Regions from separate parts of the Sus scrofa genome. Here all the other regions are linked to region 3. A link is a contact called in public Hi-C and HiChIP or PLAC-seq data. All regions are on one chromosome and are shown on one strand. The core of a region is the stretch at or near the end of the contact, and the rest is flanking DNA. Distances in the headings are between cores, read along the strand shown. Region 1 overlaps SH3PXD2B (SH3 and PX domain-containing protein 2B). Region 2 holds the start of STK10 (serine/threonine-protein kinase 10). Region 3 holds the start of UBTD2 (ubiquitin domain-containing protein 2).

Region 1 (4,275 bases), core at 569-3,068, 71 kb before region 3:
GACTCACCCTTGCTACCCCTCTGCTCCCTTCTCTCCCTTGCTGGACCCACATTCTCATGGTGACAGTAGTTCCAGGCACCCTTCAGGGACTCCCACCAAAGAAAGTGCACCTCCTTCAATACAATCCCATGATTGGTTCCGACTGATCCATTTGGGTCATACCCCATCCCTGGACTCATCACGGCGGCCACTTTGGCCAGGCTAGGGTTTCGTACCTCCTCCATCCCTTTGGGCAGTGGTGAGGTCAGCCTCACCCAAACCACACGGATGGAGGCTGCAGTGTCGCCCACCATGCAGTCTACGAGGTCTCCCACCTTAAATGTTTTTCTTTTATAAAGCTCCTACTTCATGCTTTTTATTTTTTGATTTTTTTTTCTTTTCTTTTTTTTTTTTTTAGGGTCTTACGTGCAGCATATGGAGGTTCCCAGGCGAACCTCCATATGCTGCAGCTGCTGGCCTACACCACAGCCACAGCAACGTGGGTTCCGAGCCACGTCTGCGACCCACACCACAGCTCATGGAAACGCGGGCTCCTTAACCCACTGAGCGGGGTCAGGGATCGAACCCGCATCCTCTTGGATACTAGTCGGGTTCATGACAGCTGAGCCATATCAGGAACTCCTTCGTCTTAAATTTGGTTAGGGATCGCCAGAGAGGTGATCCCCCAGTGTGATTCCACCAAAAACTGCTGGCCCCAGGAGTCCAGGGCCTGGGGTACTTCTTAAGTCTGGGACCCAGTCAGTGCCCCTTCTCACCTGGCCAAACAGTACTTCTGTGCATCCACGGGGCTGAACTACCCCCTGCCCCGCTCACAGCAGCCACAGCCCAGCCTGCCTCTGTGAGCGAGGAGAACAGCTGAGGCGGCTGTGCACAGATATGTGCAACTTGAGTCAGCTCAGCCCCCGCAGAGCAGGTCAGGGGCTAGATCAATCAGTAAACAAACGCCCCGTGTGTTTCCCGCCTCCCTTTGCACTGCCTGGCCTGGCCAGAGGCAGCCCGTGGTGTTTTCCCAGAGAGAAAGAGTCAGCTGACACACACGCCAACCATCCGCATCAGCTCGCAGCTGGCCTGGTCACTCCCTGGGGGCTGGAATGTAACCGAAACAGGAAAGCCCACTCCTCTCCTCCATGGCTCCCCTGGGACGCTCATCCGTTATCTGTCTCAGCAGTCACTGCCCACAGTGCTAGGCGTGGCAGCTATTGTCGTGGTCTCTGGAGGGCCTCCCCAAGTGTGACACTGAGCAACCCTCGCAGCAGAGCCCTGGCCCTCCAGCTTGGGAGGGTGGCGGTGGGGGGCGGGGGGGACCAGAGGGACACAGCTGGAGGCAGCCCATTGGACTGGAGCCATAAGGATGGTCCCTGGGCTTTGGGAGAGGGAGCCGGGAACCGCAGAGAGCAGGCTGGAAGGCACCCCAATCACACTAATGAAGACAGAAGCAGGCAGTCCTTTCCTGATAGATACCTGAATTGTTACATTGTACACCTGAAACCAATGCAGTGTCATGTGTCAATTTTATCTCAATTTTTAAAATAAATAAATTTTTCAAAATTAAACTGAGGAATTCCCGCTGTGGCGTAGACCGGCAGCTGCAGCTCCGAGGCAATCCCTACCTAGCCTGGGAACTTCCATGTGCCACAAGTGCGGCCCTGATGCAAATAATAATAATAATAATAAATTTTAAAATAAAACAAAATAGGTGCTTCAGGCATGGCTGGATCCAAGGGCTTGAAAATAGTGTAAGATAGAGATCGCCTCCTAGCTACGTAATGAAAATTGCTTGCTCTCTCCTCCTGGGTAGTGATTCAGCCCAAAACCATGTGCCGCCAAATCCAGCTTGTCTGTGACTCCTCCACCAACGAGAACTGCAGAGGAGCCAGGGAGAGTTTCTCTCTCTCTCTCTGTTTCACACACACACACACACACACACACACACCAGCATGCGCGAGCGGACTCCCACAAGGCCTTGGGGATTTGTTCAATTACTAAATAGTGCCTCTTTGGCTGCATACTTACCCCCAGGACCATGGCCAGTGCCGGAGATAGAGGAATGAACAAGACAGACAAATCCCTGCCTTCCTGCAGCTCATATTCTAGCAGGGGAAACAGACATGAACATAATAGCTAAGTAAATTACCTGGTTTATTAGGAGGTAATACCTGGTAAGGGGGGAATACACCTGGGTAAGGGGCAGGGTGCCATGCCTCTGAGTATCGCCTAAGGCAAAGTCAAGAAGGGTGACCTTGAGGCACAGATTGAAGAAGGTGAGTGCCGTGTATGATACCGAGGGATTTCAGAGGTGTTGGGACCTACCCTGTATCCTGTGTCCTGTGGCCGCTTGCACAGGCTCATCCAGAGCTAAGTGAGGTTATGGCGGGGGAGGGGGGCATGGTGCACAGACGCCTCTGGAGGAAGTCTTTCACTGCTAGGGCATCTCTCGGATCACAGCCTTGGCCATCAGCACTCTGGGACTTAACAGTGACTCACCCCAGCATCTCTTTGTCCCCACAGAGGAAAAGTACACAGTCATCTACCCATACACAGCGCGTGACCAAGATGAAATGAACCTGGAAAGAGGAGCTGTGGTGGAAGTCATCCAGAAAAACCTGGAAGGCTGGTGGAAGATCAGGTACCCTCTGCAGCTGGGTGGGTTTCAGGTCATGTGGGCTCCAGCTGCTCAGAGGTCTATAAAGTGATTGCAGAAGAAGTGAGGTTTCAGCTTGAGCCATAAAAGGATGCTTCTCCTCTGTGCTATTTGGCTTCCTTCCCTACCCATATCCTTTAAAAATCCGTAATAAGCAAAACTGAACAGAAAGCAGTAACCCCATTGAGCAAGACTGATCTCCAGATGTGTCTCATAACCAGTAACTGGAGGCTGGCGCTGCCCTGTGTGAGTGATTTCCCACTCCAGCCCTCCTCTGGGAGCAACCGGATGTGTAACACCACACAGACGGGAGCCTGTCCTAAAGCCCATCATTTGCTGTCATTGCTCGGAGTCCAGAGGAGACTGGCATTTCAAACACTTTGTCACAGCTCTTTCACCCATGCGGTGAAATCAAAACCTCATAGGTAGGTAGGGTGGCCAACTCATCCTGCTTGGCCTGGGACTTTCCCAGTTTGGTAATGAAAATCCTGGGTCACTCCCTGGGTTACCCTGGTGAAAATCCTGGGTTAGCCTGGTGGCCAAGCTGTGACCGCAGGAAATTAGGGCAAGAGAGGAAGCCTGAGGCCCCTGCCACCTGGTGTCTGTGCATGTAAGGCAGGACATCAGGGCCACTGCGGCTGAGTGTATAGTGCTTCATTCATTCAGCAAACCTACACCAAAACCTATTCTGATTTGGGGGAGTCAATGGTGAGAAAGACACAGTAGTTCACCCCACAGGTGCAGAAGACAGACTCGGGCACAGGCACAGGGCCGGGCAGCGAGTGGTATGTTGGAAGAATGCACAGGGGACTTTGGAGTACAGAAGAGGGCTCCTTGGCCTGGCAGTCAGGAAGACTTCCTAAAGGAGGGGACCTCAGAACGGAGGCTTGCAGTAAGGACAGGGATAGCTCACACAGCTCAAATATTGTTGTCTTGCTGCATAACAAATTATCCCCAAATTTAGTGGCTCTGTAATTCAGGTGGCTCAATTGGGCTCAGGATCCCTCATGAAGTAGCAGCAGGACATCAGCAAGGGCACCGGTCATCAGAAGGTCTGACTGAAGCAGAAAGTGACAGAGCCAAGCTTTGAACCTGTGCCTTTCTGACCCCAAAGCCCACTCAGCACTTGGATGTGAGGCCTCCCTGCTTCCAGTGCCACTAAACAATGAACTGTCTCATAAGTGACGCCTGGATTGTGTGCAGCCTGACGTTTTCCAATTAGCACAATTGATTTATAGTCCTTCTTAGAGGATATTTTAAGATTGACAGACACCAAACTACAGATTTGTCTCTATACATTTGCTTCCAGTTATAAAAGATCCTTTTTTTTCTTATTATTGAAACACAGTGCTATTTAGTTCTTAAAGCGATTCTTTTTTCTTTTTAAATTTCTTTTTTCTTCCTTTTTTTTTTTTTCTGTTTTGTCTTTTTAGGGTGACACCTGCTGCATATGGAGGTTCCCAGGCTAGGGGTCAAACCGGATCTGTAGCTGCTGGCCTACACCACAGCCACAGCAACGCCAGATCCGAGCCACATGGTAAACTACACCACAGCTCACTGCAACGCTGGATCCTTAACCCACTGAGCAAGGCCAGGGATCGAACCTTTGTCCTCATGCATACTAGTCAGATTCG
Region 2 (3,966 bases), core at 25-2,524, 97 kb after region 3:
TTCTACATTTGGAACTGTAATTGGTGTTTGCATACGGCTCAGGGAGGGCTGAAAATATCTCCACACTGATGGTTCTCCACAGGGATGGGGACAATTGGGGTATGACTTTCACTCAGATTGCATTTGCTTATGAGGGAGAGTTACCATAAGAAGATTTACAGGCTGCCCAACCCTCCGGACTTGCTACTTGGAACCTACTTAGCAGATTTAGATAAAAGTATAACCGTCCTAGGGAGTTTCCTTTGTGGTTTAGCAGAAAAAACGAAACTGATAGTAACCCCGAAGAGGCGGGTTCAATCCTTAGTCTCACTCCATGGGTTAAGGATCCAGTGTTTAGGCGAGGTGCTATGGTGTAGGTCGCAGAGGAGGCTCGCATCTGGCGTGGCTGTGGCGTAGACCCGCCGCTGTAGCTCTGATGAGACCCCTAGCCTGGGAACATCCGTATGCCACACCTGCGGCCCTTAAATACATACATACATACATACATAAAAGTATAACTGTCCTAGAGACAATAGTGGCAGGTGAAAACGACCAGGATCGAAGATGATGGTGGTCAAAAGATTTCGGTTCTACGTACGGGGAGCTTACTTAGAAAAATTGGGAAATTAAGAAACGTTTTACTTAATATGCAAATATATCTGAAGATCCCTTATGAAGCATGTGATAAACTCTCAAGGAGCTCTTCTCCTAGCCCAGCAACCCTGGCCGGTGGATCACCATGGGGCAGAGCCCCTGGGAAGCAGGAAACCAGCCTGGGCCTCCAGGGACTCACCCACGGCCGCAAGGGCGCAGCATTTTCCTCGCTAGGAGGCAGCATCGCGCCGAGGAACCGGCACCGGATCCACCAGCAGGATATGTAGCCCCGGACCGGTGCCCTTCCCGCCTGGCGCTCCCAGCTGAAAAGTGGGCGCGAGCAGAGCAGCCTAGCGGGATGGTTACCCGGCGGGTTAAATGATTAATGCCAGTTCGCCTTCTTGGTCTTTGGACAACAATCAGTGGGCACTCGTGACAAGCCAATTCGCTTCCCCTCCTGCTCCCGCAGAAATTTGGGGAGCCATAAGAGGCGGCGGGTCTCCCAGACCCGGAGGGGTCCCGGCTGAAGGGTTTCCTCAACTCCCCAAAGCCTGGTCGGTGGCTCGCCAGCTCGCGGCGCGCGGGGGGAACTACAGTTTCCAGAGTGCCCTGCGGCGATGGGCGGAGCCCGGCAGCGCCCGCAGCCAATTAGGGGGTCTCTGGGCGCTGCCGAAGAGCTGCAGGTGGAGCCGGGCAGGAGGGCGGGCGCGGGGCCGGGTACCCGGAACGCGTCCCGGGGCTGGCGGGTTGGGCGGGGGCGCGGCGCGAGCCGGGCAGGCATCGGGAGGCAGCCCGGGGACAGGACCGAGCGGGGGCGGGGACCACAGCCGCCTGCGCGGTTCCGGGTGCTCCCGCGGCGCTGAGCCCTGGGCGCACTTGACCCGTGTCCGGCTGCGGGGAAGGGCGGGTCTGGGGAGAACCCCAAGCGCCGCGGCGTCTCTCCAGCCCTTCCTCTTCGCGGCCGCCGGAGCCACAGCCCGAGCCCGAGCCGGCGCCACCTCGCCCCCCGGCTCGCGTGCCCCTAGCCATGGCTTTCGCCAATTTCCGCCGCATCTTGCGCTTGTCTACCTTCGAAAAGAGAAAGTCCCGCGAATACGAGCACGTCCGCCGGGACTTGGATCCCAACGAGGTGTGGGAGATCGTGGGCGAGTTGGGCGACGGTGCCTTCGGCAAAGTTTACAAGGTGAGGGCGCTGGGGTGTGGGTGGTTCGGGGCTCGCGGAGCGGTTCCGGAAGGAAGGGGCGCTGGCCCTGGTTAGTCTCGCTCACCGCTCGGGAGAGCGCAGAGGGGCTGCTTGGCCCTGAACTCAGGTTCTTGTCCTGGTGACCCTTGTTCTTTGGGGGAGGGGGTGCCCACGCTCAGCCCGACTGAGTCTCTGCGCACCCAACTCCCTCTCTGGGCAAGGCTGCTGCCCCGGGGCTAAGTTTCTGAGCACTTCCTGTGCGCCCCGCACGGCTCTCGGCTCTCGGCGCCGCAGGGGGAGACAAAGGGGCGCTTATAAGACTTTAGCATCCTCAGATGAGGCATCTGCGCTAAAGCTGGGATACTAGGTATACTTTTTAAGGGACGCCACCCAGAAGCTGTGAGAATGCCGAGGCGATGGGGACGGAGAAACACAGCTGCAGCTGAAAGGGTTGTGACCGGTGAAGTTGGGTAGGCACCTGAAGAGAAGCCAGAGATGCGAGATAGGAAATCGCGGTGGGGGGTGGGGGGAGGTGTAGAGTTCGAGGTTAGGCTTGGAAATGTGGACTGGGGCCGGCAGAGGGGTAGGTCAGGGCCTCGTGAATCCGGCGCTTGGGGGATCAGATTTGATTCTGTAGATGAGTCACAGCTGGGGAGTCTCCCAGGCTGCAGTCACCTTCCCTTAGGGGAATAAGAAGCGAGAGAGCTTTTGTGGAGGGGTGGGTGGGGGCAGAGCTGATTAATTCTAGACACGTTTGCCGCAGGTCATTGCCTGGTTCCCGGTGCTGTGAACAAATTCTGAGTTGCTGAGTCGCGTTAGGGACCCAAACACTTAGGACTTGACTCCACCCTTTCCCTGATTTCCTTTCGCCCAGGAAACCCTATGCTGAAAGAGACCCACATGTTAAAGCTGGTGGTACCTCCAGGAAGGCATCCCCTTCCCAAGTTACCATCCCCAAGCTGCAGGAAGGAAGGGCTCCTGTAGTTTGCAGGCCACTCTGACCCCAGGAATGTCTTTTGAGGAGGCTGGATCCCAGAGACGGTTTCTGTAGGCGCTCTGGTCAAGACTTGCTCTCTTTGCCTTGACAGTGGTGGAGCCTCGTTACCCAAGTGTAGTCGGGGAAGGAGTAGCATGAGCATCACCTGGAAGCTTGGAAGTGCGTTAGAAATGCAGAATCTCAGGCCCTACCCCTGACCTCCTAACGTAGGGTCTGCATTTTGACAAGATCCCTAGGCAATTGCTAAGCCCTTGAAGTTGGAGAAACACCGCTCTAGAGGCAATTTTGAGGCCACCCAAGGCCCCTCCGGGTGTTAGTTTTGTTACCTTACCACCTCTGAGCCAGCACTTCCTGTTGCAGGGCGGAACCATCACTGGAGCAAAGGTTCTGCGGTTGCAGAGGCCTCTGTGACACTCACAGCCGAGGCTCTTCACTGCCTTGATTTGCTGCTCTTTGCTGCCTGAGGGATCTGCACGTAATCGAGGGCAGCCAGCACTCCCGCATCTTTTCTCAGAGCTGCTGTCCTCGGCCTCATGGCTCCCCCCTCCCCTTCCCTCCCCCCACTCCTGCCGGTGTCCTTGAACGGAGCCTGCTCTTCCAGGTGTGCTCCGACCACCATGAGTGCAGCCAGACCCTTGGTCAGCTCCAAACATCCTCTCCTCTCTCCAGAAGGTTCAGTTGGTGTCTTTCTTTCTTTCTTTTTTTCTTCTTTTTTGGCCCCTCCGTGGCATATGGAGTTCCCAGGCCAGGGATCACATCTGAGCCAGTTTCAGCCTCTGCTGCAGCTGCGGCCATGCTAGATCCTTAACCCACTGGTCGGGGCATCAAAACCAGAGACGCCGCCGATTCTGTTGTGCCCCAGCGGAAACTCCTCAGTTGGTGTTTTTAGTACATGCTGTTGGCTCTCATTGGTGTTTGTTCTGTTAGGGGCTGGCTTTCCATTACAGTCTCGTCCCTGTCCCCTAACGAATCCTGGCTTCATATGGTGCATTTTCTTTGCAACCTAAATGCAGAACTTTGTTTCGAGGCTGGTAAGATTTCTCCATGTCAGTTTCGGTTGTCCTTTCTGTCTGCGTTAGTGGTCACACTCCCCTGTTACTCTGAAAGTTTCCTACAAAGGAGCCCTTCTGGTCCACAAGTTATTTTGTCTCCTCCTGCTTCTCCAGAGCACGTGGACCCTTTGAAGAGTGAGTCTAGCGCTCAGAGTCGAGAG
Region 3 (3,923 bases), core at 1,302-3,801:
AGCTGTAGCTGTCAGCCTACGCCAGAGCCACAGCAATGTGAGGTCTGAGCTGCGTCTGCGACCTACACCACAGCTCACGGCAACGCCAAATCCTTAACCCACTGAGCAAGGGCAGGGATCGAACCTGCAACCTCATGGTTCCTAGTTGGATTCGTTAACCACTGTGCCACGACGGGAACTCCAAGACCTCCTTTTTTATGGCTGAGTAATACTCCATCACATATATACACATTTTCTTCATTCATCAATGGACATTTAAGTTGTTTATGTATCTTGGCTATTATAAATAGTACTGCAATAAACATGGAAGTACACATATCTTTTTCAAGTTAGTGTTTTCATTTTCTTTGCATAAATACACAGAAGTGGAATTGTTGGATCATATGGTAGTTCTATTCTTAATTTTTTGAGGACTCTCCATACTGTTACTTGAATGCCACACTTTAAATTGGCAAAATATATGGTCTATGAATTATACCTCAATAAAGATGTTATAATGAAGTAGAAAAGCACACACATAAAGAAGGCACCTTTCTATAGAACATCTTAAGTGGATGGGGCGAGGCAGTAAGTTTAGATAGGTTATGCTAGGGATGAAGTAAAGAGGAGTTGACGAAGAGTTCCCATAGGGTTTGGAGCATTGTTATTGGGCTGATTTTACAGATGAGGAAACTAAGCTGTACAGAAACTTAAGGTCATATAGCTAGTATCGGGCAGAAGCTAGATGCTGTGGGGTCCTTAACAGCTACATCACTCTCTCCTGGGAATTTGTGTCTCTGTTCTAAGATAAAGGCAGGGTGGAGAACAGCCATGGCTCAGAATTTCTCAATGACATTGCTTTCTCCTGGTGCCAACTCCTCCGTGCTCTTCAGAAAGCACTCCTCACTTGGGTGCCTACCATCTGTTTAATAGACATTGTGGAAGCCTTGGTTTCTGCAATTTCTAGAGCAAAATTTAGGACAAAGCACCTTTGAAGATATCAGCATGTGGCTTCTCTCCTTCAGGGAAGTGATGAACTGATGTCTGTCTGCCAATGTGAATATTAGCTGAGAATGATCAGATAGAAGGCTTTATGACATAGAGTACCTGCATATCAGAACATTCCCTGAAAACTCATAAAGACGTCATTTGTATACAAGCTCTTTCAGTATTCATGCCTACAGGACAATAATAATTTGTCAGTATAAATTTAATATAGCAGACTTTTATTTCTTACAAGGTACTTGGGTGTTTTCATCTAAGTACAGGGTTTTGTTTGTTGAACATTCATTTTTATCTGGCTAGCAAATGAATACAAGGACAGGAATTTTTGTCTCCATTTTGGACTATTTCTGTGAGCCAGATTCCCACATGTGGGATAATCCTGAGTCATAGGGTATGAACATTCCTGAGGTTTTTGATCTGCGTTCCCAAATTGCTTTGCAAAAAGATTGAACCGAGGTACACTCCCACCACCAGTGTATATATTTAAATGCAAATTCCAAGCTGCACTGAGTCTCTTTCCTAGGTATTTCACTTATCTTTTTTTTTTTTTTTAATGCTAAGCAAAAGCTGGTCTAGGATTTTTTTTTTTAAGTCTGATTATAAAAATGGAGCAGATAGTTAAAACAGCTCTTAGGCAGAAATAAGCTTTAAAAAGGCCCAAGCAGAGTGATGAAAATGTTAAGGCATCATAGCAAGAAGCACATTCTCAAGGGACCATTAACAATTGGCTTAGATTGGGATAGCAACCGCCAAGAATGTCGGGCGTGGTCAGTGTACCAAATTCTAGTTTAGAAAAAGCAGGCTATTTTATTTATTTCTATTTCACTTTGTTCTAAAGACGATTTAAGATACTTAAAGGCAGGCTCTTGAGAAGTAGCGTGGTGTGTGAAAAATCAATCCTGTGAAAATGAAACAAACTCACGCCCCCTGAACTAGTCCGCGCTTATCTCTCCCTGCACCGGATGCCTCGCCTCTATAATCTGAGTTCAGTTTGCAGCCACAGTGACCGCCTCTATGTGTAATAATGGGGCACAGAGATTTTAGGGAGTTTGGGGGTTGGGCAGCAGGCAACGGGAAGTCCAGACTCGGGGTACCAACCCACTGAACTCTGCACAAATGCTGGGACTTCAACCTTCAGCCACGAGTCCCCTTCCGCCAGTTTTTTAGGAACCCGCCTGCGAGTCTTCCTTCTCTGTGCCCCCGCCCGCCCACCCGCATCTACCAGAAAGAGAAAGAGCTGACGCCCGCAAAGGAGTCAGAAACTCGATTTCGCCCCTTTCTACTTCTCCCTTCTCACTTTTGTTCTTCCATTCCTTCTCTCTCTCTTTCTTCTCTTTCTTCTCCTCCTCTTCTCTCTCCCTCCTCCACGCCTGCTTCCCCAGCCTCTTCTCCCGGACTAATCCCCCCATCACCCCCTTTCCACCGGTTCAGAGCCCCCCTCCCCTCTCCAGCTCTCCTCTCTTTCCCTCCCCTCCGCCCGCGGCCCCGCCCGCAGCCAATCAGCGCGCGGCCTCCTGCGGCCCCGCCCTCCCCGGCGGTTCCGGGCGGGCCCGGCGAAGCCCAGGCCACGGGTTCGGAGGGCGGCGCCGCGGGGCGGGGGCCGATGGGGCCTGGCGGACCGGCGGCGCTGGTGCGGGGCTTGCCTGGGCGCGCGTGTGCGGGGCTGTGAGGGGGTGAGGCGGGCGCTGCGGCCCGCCCGGGATGGGCCAGCTCCGGCCTGGCGGGGCCGAGCCGGAGGCGAGGGCGGTGCGCGGGCCAGGCCTGCCAGGCAGGCGGCCCGGGGACTGAGGTGGGCGCGGAGGAAGGGGCCGAGCCAAGGCGGTGGGTGGAGCGGCGAGGGGGGCGGAGGCTGGGCCGCGGCGGGCGAGCGGAGCGGCGCGCCTGGCCGGAGCTCGGCGGCAGCGGCAGCGGCAGCGGCGGCGCCTGAGGAAGCAGAGGCGGCGGCGGGCCCGGACGAGCGCCCGGAGGTGGCGGACGAGGCGCCGGGGGCCCCCATGGGCGGGTGTGTGGGCGCCCAGCACGACTCCTCGGGCAGCCTCAACGAGAACTCGGAGGGCACCGGAGGTAGGTGAGCGCCAGGGGGCAGCCTCGGCCCCCCATTGTTCCCGGCCAGGCCCGGCCACCTGTCCTGGCCCCTGCGGGCCCGCGGGCCGCGCGGCCGGGGCCCCCGAGCCCCTTTGTCATCTCCTCCTCCACGTCACTCCCCGCGCTCCGCTTCCGGCCGGCCGCGGGGTCGCCCCCTTTTTCTCTCCCGCCCCCGAAAAAAAGCCCTCCGCGCGCCGGGGATGTCGCCCTCGGCCTCTCGACCCCACCGCCTCGGCTCGGGAAACTCGGACCAGAAACTGCCTCTCAGGCCACCTCACTCCCTTTCCAGCCCGTTTAATTATTCAGGAACTGGATGGCGGCGCTGGGGTTGCAGAAAAACGAATTGATGGGGGTGGGGGGTGGGGAGGGGAGCCTAATGCATTCCCTCCGACGGGCCCCGCCACATCTCTCCGCACCCGTCCTTGTTCAGCAGAGTTGGCTGGTCTCAGCTTTCCTGAGTTTCAGATGACAGCTGCCCTGGTTGGTTCCAATTTGGCCATTTAAACCTGCAAGTTTCTGGAGCTCGGCTGGGGAAGTCTCAAGTGGCCACAGGCAGTGTTTTAACGAGGGGTGGGGAAACGGTCTGCCGGAGTTAAAACGTGGCTTCTTGCTGCAGCTTGGGGGTGTTGGGCCAGTGCGCTGTCGGGGTGGGCTAGTCAAATTCCCAACCGTCTTACGTAAAGGAAAATATGTAGGATAAACGTACAAATACCTGAGTCCGACTTACCCCAATAGGATCGGTACTTTAAAAGTTTTTGTAACACGGAACGCGCTTCTACTTTATTGTAAATAGCAGCTTGCTGAGGAGAGATCTTTTAATTCAATCGGTGTTGCAGTGTAGCAAAATAACAATA

The links. A called contact is a pair of places that touch in the nucleus more often than the background predicts. HiChIP or PLAC-seq counts read pairs in DNA pulled down with a chosen protein or histone mark.
Region 1: an H3K27ac HiChIP or PLAC-seq map of alveolar macrophages shows a contact between it and region 3. The contact joins the enhancer-like site here to the promoter of UBTD2 in region 3. A contact is called at or near these places in 5 of 47 Hi-C or Micro-C datasets (embryonic fibroblasts, fetal skeletal muscle, heart right ventricle and 1 more) and 2 of 2 datasets of contacts at active chromatin or transcription factors (alveolar macrophages and skeletal muscle).
Region 2: a Hi-C map of embryonic fibroblasts shows a contact between it and region 3, with 3 times the contacts expected there. The contact joins the promoter of STK10 here to the promoter of UBTD2 in region 3. A contact is called at or near these places in 1 of 5 promoter capture datasets (liver), 5 of 47 Hi-C or Micro-C datasets (blood, embryonic fibroblasts, heart right ventricle and 2 more) and 2 of 2 datasets of contacts at active chromatin or transcription factors (alveolar macrophages and skeletal muscle).

What each region holds. Positions count from the first base shown.
Region 1 is chr16:51,833,908-51,838,182 of Sscrofa11.1, forward strand. SH3PXD2B (SH3 and PX domain-containing protein 2B) reads left to right here. Exons shown (of 14, transcript XM_021077089.1): 9 at 2,509-2,626. Among named protein-coding and RNA genes, the nearest start is that of UBTD2, 71 kb to the right of the region's middle. Within about 2 kb of position 1,819, at least 39 of the 83 cell types and tissues checked have an H3K27ac peak or open chromatin away from gene starts, as enhancers often do. A contact at or near this core is called in alveolar macrophages, embryonic fibroblasts, fetal skeletal muscle and 2 more, where this site is marked.
Region 2 is chr16:52,002,494-52,006,459 of Sscrofa11.1, forward strand. STK10 (serine/threonine-protein kinase 10) reads left to right here and starts at 1,275. Exons shown (of 19, transcript XM_021077114.1): 1 at 1,275-1,756. The coding sequence starts at 1,601.
Region 3 is chr16:51,904,617-51,908,539 of Sscrofa11.1, forward strand. It overlaps UBTD2 (ubiquitin domain-containing protein 2), which reads left to right and starts at 2,552. Exons shown (of 4, transcript XM_021076607.1): 1 at 2,552-3,048.